2 separate regions of the Anser cygnoides genome follow, and region 1 is linked to region 2. A link is a contact called in public Hi-C data. All regions are on one chromosome and are shown on one strand. The core of a region is the stretch at or near the end of the contact, and the rest is flanking DNA. Distances in the headings are between cores, read along the strand shown.

The links. Hi-C and Micro-C count contacts between places; a contact is called where the count stands out from the background.
Region 1: a Hi-C map of liver shows a contact between it and region 2, with 5 times the contacts expected there. The contact joins the promoter of ITGA6 here to the enhancer-like site in region 2. A contact is called at or near these places in 2 of 7 Hi-C or Micro-C datasets (both in liver).

The regions. Positions count from the first base shown.
Region 1 is chr6:20,670,227-20,673,358 of Taihu_goose_T2T_genome, reverse strand. It overlaps ITGA6 (integrin subunit alpha 6), which reads left to right and starts at 1,314. Exons shown (of 26, transcript XM_048061610.2): 1 at 1,314-1,582. The coding sequence starts at 1,422.
Region 2 is chr6:20,625,558-20,628,583 of Taihu_goose_T2T_genome, reverse strand. No RefSeq gene overlaps it. Among named protein-coding and RNA genes, the nearest start is that of PDK1, 5.9 kb to the right of the region's middle. Within about 2 kb of position 1,258, at least 2 of the 3 cell types and tissues checked have open chromatin away from gene starts, as enhancers often do. A contact at or near this core is called in liver, where this site is marked.

The sequences.
Region 1 (3,132 bases), core at 65-2,564, 45 kb before region 2:
CTTTTACAGTTACTGTAAGAGTATTATAGCATGCGAGTTTAAATGGTCCTGAAGGGCACATTGCTAAGATTTTGGTACAGACATCAACACTGTTTTAAAAAGACTTGTTTTCAAATCTTTACTAATTACTGTGAAATACACGGATTTGAGTAAGCCTACTTTATTGTAATTAGACTGGGACCCTTCCCTCTATGAGCCTTCGGTGAAACTGTAGGGCAGTGTTCGTGCCAGTACAGTTTTCTGCCATGGCAGTGACTGCAAAGTGATTGAACAACGGATTAAGACTTGGAATGATTGAGGCAAGAGCAAGCCGGGAAGGTTCCTAATAGCAGTAAATATCAGGGAGCCTAATTTAACAACATGCTTTGTTTCCACATTAGATGCACATTTCTCGTGTGTTTTCTCCTCTCTTTTGATCAAGGGTGTTTTGGTCTTGAGCCAAAGACTTGTCTATACATGGAGTTATCCTAGAATAATTACTCTGGAAAAAGTAGCCTGGATTAACTCCCTGGGAGCATGGTATTGTTCCAGAAGAAATTATTTGGAGTATTATCATGTGTGAGGGCTCAAATCTCTATTATTATTTTTATTATTATTTTTCTGGAATCTTGTGGGGAAAAAAGCTTCCCTTCTCCTGTCTCAGATGCTGGTGGAAAAAAAGTATTGTCATGTTGCTTGACAGGTGAAAGGTTTCCAAGACCTTGTGTTCACTTCCCTAACCCAGAGCCCTAAAACAAGACTAGGTTGACACCTTGAACCCCTCTCCTGGGTGGATGAAGTGCACTGAGGTACACCTGCACTTTTGAGTTAGTGAGGTTACTCTTTTGGAACTACGGCTGAAAGCATGAGATAAAATAGGGGATACTAAACCACGTACTGTTTTCAAACGCTTGAAGCGTAAGGGTAAGGTACCCGTTTAAGGACAGGAAAGGCAGTGAAGGAATGAGGTTTAAAGAAGCGTGTTCCCACGTGCTGTCTAAAGAGTCTGGCAAACACAGGTACAAAGTCGCTGACTCTTTTTCCCTCGTGCTGTGCCCTTTGGGGACCGCAGACCGCAGCGCTGTCGGGCGGCCCCTTGGGGAAGGCGGGCTGCAGGTGCTCACCGCCCGGCCCCTTTGCTCGTAGCCGCCGGGGCCCGCTGTTCTTTTCCGTCCCAACCTCCCAGAAGCAGGGGCTGGGGGCGAGGGAGGCGGGGCGGCGCCCTCGGCTGGGCCGTGCCGTGCCGTGCCGTGCCCTGCGGGGCGGGGGCCGGCGGACATTTTGTGCCGCCCCCGCTGCGGAGGCGCGGGGCTGCTCGGCGGGAGCCGCCGCGCGGGGGCCGGGCGGGGCGGGGCGGGGCGGGCTCCGTGCGGCGGGGCGCAGCGGGGGAGCGGCGGCGCTCGGCGGATCGGCGGCGGCTTTCCCGTGCCCGGCAGGCGCAGATGGCGGCCGCGCTCCTCTTGTACCTGCCCCTCCTGCCGGGGCTGGCCGGCGCCTTCAACCTGGACACAGAGCGCGTGATCGTGCGGCGCGGCGAGCCGGGCAGCCTCTTCGGCTTCTCCCTAGCCATGCACCGGCAGCTGCAGCCGCAGGAGAGACGGCTGTAAGTGCTCCCGCCGGGTCCGCGTCCCTTCCACCGCCGGAGCGCTACCCGGCACGCAGCCCCCGCCCGGCGGCACGCGGGGGGCTTCGGGGGAGGGACGGGGGACACGGGCGGCACCTGCCCCGAGCGCCCGGGGGCAGCGAGGGGCCGCCCGGCCGCCCCGGGGGGGGCTCGGCGGGGCAGAGGAGCAAAAATCCCGGCGAGGACCGCGCGCGGCGGCGGCTGTGCCCCGGGCCCGGGCCGATCTCGGCCTCGGCCGCCCAGTGCAGCGCGGGCGCCCCCGCTGCGGAGCGGGCAGGTGGGAGGCGGAGCGGGGGGGCGCAAAGCGCTGCTGGCGGGGCGAGGGGAGAGCCGGGAGCCCCTCTGCGAAACGCAGAAAGCAGAGCAAGGCTTCTTTGTGCGTCGTCGGGAGAACTGAGGGTTCCTTGCTTTCCGTGGAGGTAACTGATTAGTCTTGTCCTGTGCGGTAGTGCTGGATGGAGTGTGTCTTGTGTAAGGTATTGTTAGGAAACGAATGTCTCTTACCCCAAGTGCTTAGTTTTGATTTAAGGGAAGATGAGCCTGTTGTTGTATATCAAGTGTACGGGAGAAGGAAGTTGGGAAGAAATCGTATCCTCGATAAAGTTAACAGATAAACGTTGTTAAAAGTTCTTTGTACCTGTTTTGCTCAGGTTCACGTTTTGTATGATTTCGTAGAAATTACAGTGTGTAAAGGAGTATAAATCACAGGTTCCATCTTCTGTCTGGTATGCAATGTGACCCAGTTGTATAGCCTGAAGAATCAAACACGGATCTGAGTTTCTTTCTAGAGGCCCTTGACTTAATTCTTGGCAGGATTACGTGTGCATTGGTCTCACTTAGTTCTACTAAGAAAGCAGTGCCTGAAGGTTATTAGTTGGCCATTATGTTGTCAAATGCTGATAGAATGAGTGCGTCAGACTATGCAGAGATGGAAAGCCAATTAGTCAGTAGAAATACAAGAGCAGTCACAGTATTCAAACTGGTTTGTAGTGTTTGACTGAAATGCCTCAGAGATTGTTAGCATGAAAGTTGTGTATTGTATGTACAGTGAGTGCTTCCTCTGGCAGTCCAAGTCTGAGTACAGAGCAGAGCCAGATGCTAACTGTGTTGGCATGGCTTTCTGAATCCAGGCTTTCATGAGAAGCAGGGGTCTCAAATAGAGGAAAAACCAGACTAGAGAAAGTGTTTTATGATGCATGGTTCTTAGTATGAGATGTCTTGGCTATTTTTTTAAAATTTCTTCTGCGTATTTTAACATAAAGCATTTGAGTGCTGCCCCATGTAGCTGCTTGGAAAACCTGCGTTCAGTTCTTTTACGTAGCACAGCCACGCCACAGTCACTTTGAGCATCATTTTTCTGGAGTAGGGGTAGTAGTAATGCGGCTGAAAAAGATACTAAATGTGCTGGACTGTCACTATCTTTTGTATGGATATAGGCATGTTAAGCTCACTTTGTTACATCTTGTGAAATAAAATGGGAGTTTTAATGGAGAAACTTGAAGTGAAGGCTCTCATATTAGGCTGCATGT
Region 2 (3,026 bases), core at 9-2,508:
TTTTCCTGATACTTATAACTTTACCTAATAAGAATTATCAGGTCTTGTAATATGATTTGTGTATTACTTCAGACTATTTTACAGTTTGGACACCAAGCATAAGTAGGGTTTTTAGATACAGTTTTATACTTACTGGAAGTAGTAAGAAGTTCTCTGGAAACAACTTTCCAGCTTCATAAGGATTTCCTGTTTGGCAAAAGGTGTTGACTACTGCAACTGTTATGTAGCACTTGAAGGAGGCTGTAAATGCCTAATTTAACTATGAGGATCTGAGCTGATCCTCTTTGAGACTACTGAATACTCTTGAATACCTGAAGGTTGGTAAGAGTAGAGTCACAATATTGTGCTTATCAGTAATCTAATTGTTGTAACATAATTGATAAAGCTATTTAAAGAGTTTACTTTTTTTTAAACCCATGTTCTAAAGCATTGGTACTATCTAAGGATGAAGATTAGTTTGTTTATTCAGTGTAAAACAACTATGCTCAAAAAGTATGCATGTTAATTGCTAGTAATTTGAACTATGCAAAAACCTCTTGGTACTTTTTGCCCTCATAGGGTGAAAACCTGCTAAGAGGGCAGCTGTCAGGTATCTTATTTTTACTACCAACTTTGAAAATACCTTTTTAGAAGGTATGGTCACCTAAAGTGTTAACATTATAGAAAGAGGATTAATTTAGTAGACTCTTCTTCCTCCCACTAAATGATCTCAGTCTGTTGCCACCCTGATTTTATGAACACTTAACATATGTATTTAGCTGTTAACCAATTTTTGACCTTTTAAAATCTAGCTTATTTGCTGAAAGGTTCAGCAGCATAAGACAGGCTAATCAGGTGCTAAGAAGCTTGACAGTGACTACTGTAGCCTTTGATTTGAAAGCAGATTACAGCCCGCCCTCAAGAACATGAATGTCTCTGCAGTGTTAAACTGAAAGTTGTTAAAAATAAGTCATGTCACTGGTATACTTTTTTTTTCAAACTGTCTCTTTTTTAATACCAGCTAGCAATGCTGCATCATTCCATGATTAGAAATTACCTGTGGATATTTGTATAGAAGTGTGAAATAAATTTTTTTTAATTAAAAATTGTTTTGGTAGTAGTAATTTCTCATCGCAATTACATGAGATAGCCATACCTAAGTTCACTAGTACATTAGAAGAACAAGCTGAAAGTTGCACACTTTAAGAAATGATCTCACTCTAAATATTGCCATAACTCCTCAGTGCCCTCCCTCATGCAGAGGGGCAGATAAGACAGCTGCGGGAGATAGCGCACAATCTCATGCTCACAGGCTGGCTGGTGCTTGCTGCAGGTGCCAGCGCCCACAGCAGCCAGGCCACGAGCCTGGCATAGTGGCACGGGCACAGCACCAAGCATCAGCTGCGTGCGGCTGAGCTCCCCTCTCTGTCACGCAGCCAGGGCACCTGAGACAGGCTGCCACCCTGCCCTTCCATGCAGGCTCCTGGCAGCTGCCAGCTGCTTTGCTAAGCAGGGGAAATTGCATTCCCCCAAACCAGCCAAGGATTTGACACAACTAGCTGTACCTAGCAGTGGAAGTTTGCTACTGACAGTCAGTTACATGGTTGCAAAGTACAGACAACAACAGAGAAAAAACAGAAAAGCCAAAAAGACACAGGAAAAAAAATATCAAAAGAAACCCAATATTCTATATTTAAGATGTTAACCCTTACAGGATGCTTTGCTTTCATCTGCTGAAAGGAAATACCTTTCAATGCAACAAGCCCTGAAGATAGGGTTAGATGGATACATTCTAAATAATAAAAAAAAAAAAAAAAAACAGTGTTTGTTGCTACAACATGAAATTTTTAGGACTAGGTGCTAGAAGGTGCTGCTAGATCTCAGAGCATGTCAAAGATGCGGAAACAGCCTGCCTTTATTAAACAATTATTCTCATTTACATAACTAAAACCACAAGCAGTTGTCCGCAGCAAGACTAAATATGGACTGGGAGAACAGTTCACTAACCTCTTGTGGATCAGCGTGATTGTGGAAGGAAGCCAGGACAGTGCCTGTCAACACACAGACCTTGACAGCACGGCAGCACCAGACAACGATGTGGGCACTGTGGCCGTGCCAACACAGCATACACGAGTGTTCTTCCGGTCACAGAAAATAAGATAAAGCTGAGGTCTTTGTAAGGCTGACTCAGTTATCACTATACATACACATATAAATGTATATGAAAGCATCACAGTTTATTAGCATTCTATATAGTCATATAATATATATGCTATGTATAGGTTAAATATACTATAGTACAGTGGTGTATATATATAGTAGTATGTGTACAGTATTTATGCTAGTACATATGTACAATATATAAAAGTATATACATATATATAAGGCCTAATATACATATTTTTATATATATTAGATATATAGTGTGAGTATATATTTAAGGTGTGTATATATAAAGTATGTATGTATAATATATATGCACACTATATAGCCTAAGGTACACTACTAGAATTCAAGTAAACCTTCACATACATAAGTGCCAGAGCACAGGAGACACAGCTTACAAGAGACGCTTTCAGTAGCCGGGGCCAATACAGCGTAATACAGACTATGAAGGGGACTTCATACGTGGGAGAGGAGAAGCAACGGGGTGCTCCAACGCAAGCCAAAGTGAAAGCTTTTCAAGGAGGCACTAAAACACCCGCACCGCAGAGCTAGCTGTCACTGCGGCAGTGCCTCTTAACCAAAACCAAAAACCAACAGCCCAGAACGCACAGAACCTGAAAGCTGCTTACACACACACGACTGAAATCACTTATCGCCGCACAGAGTAGGTGACTGTGCCAGCCGCTGCTCTGCAATACCCATGGGGACAAACCGTGATTAACCAGGTAAACACAGCCCTGCTTGGAGCCAGAACATTGTGGACACTTCTGGCTCTCCAGCTAGCAAATGCATGCCTGAAAACAAGAACTGAGCGGCACATTCCTCTTTGGTGCCTCTGCTAACAGTTGCTTCATTGTATTTATTTAACTTCAGACCTCAGA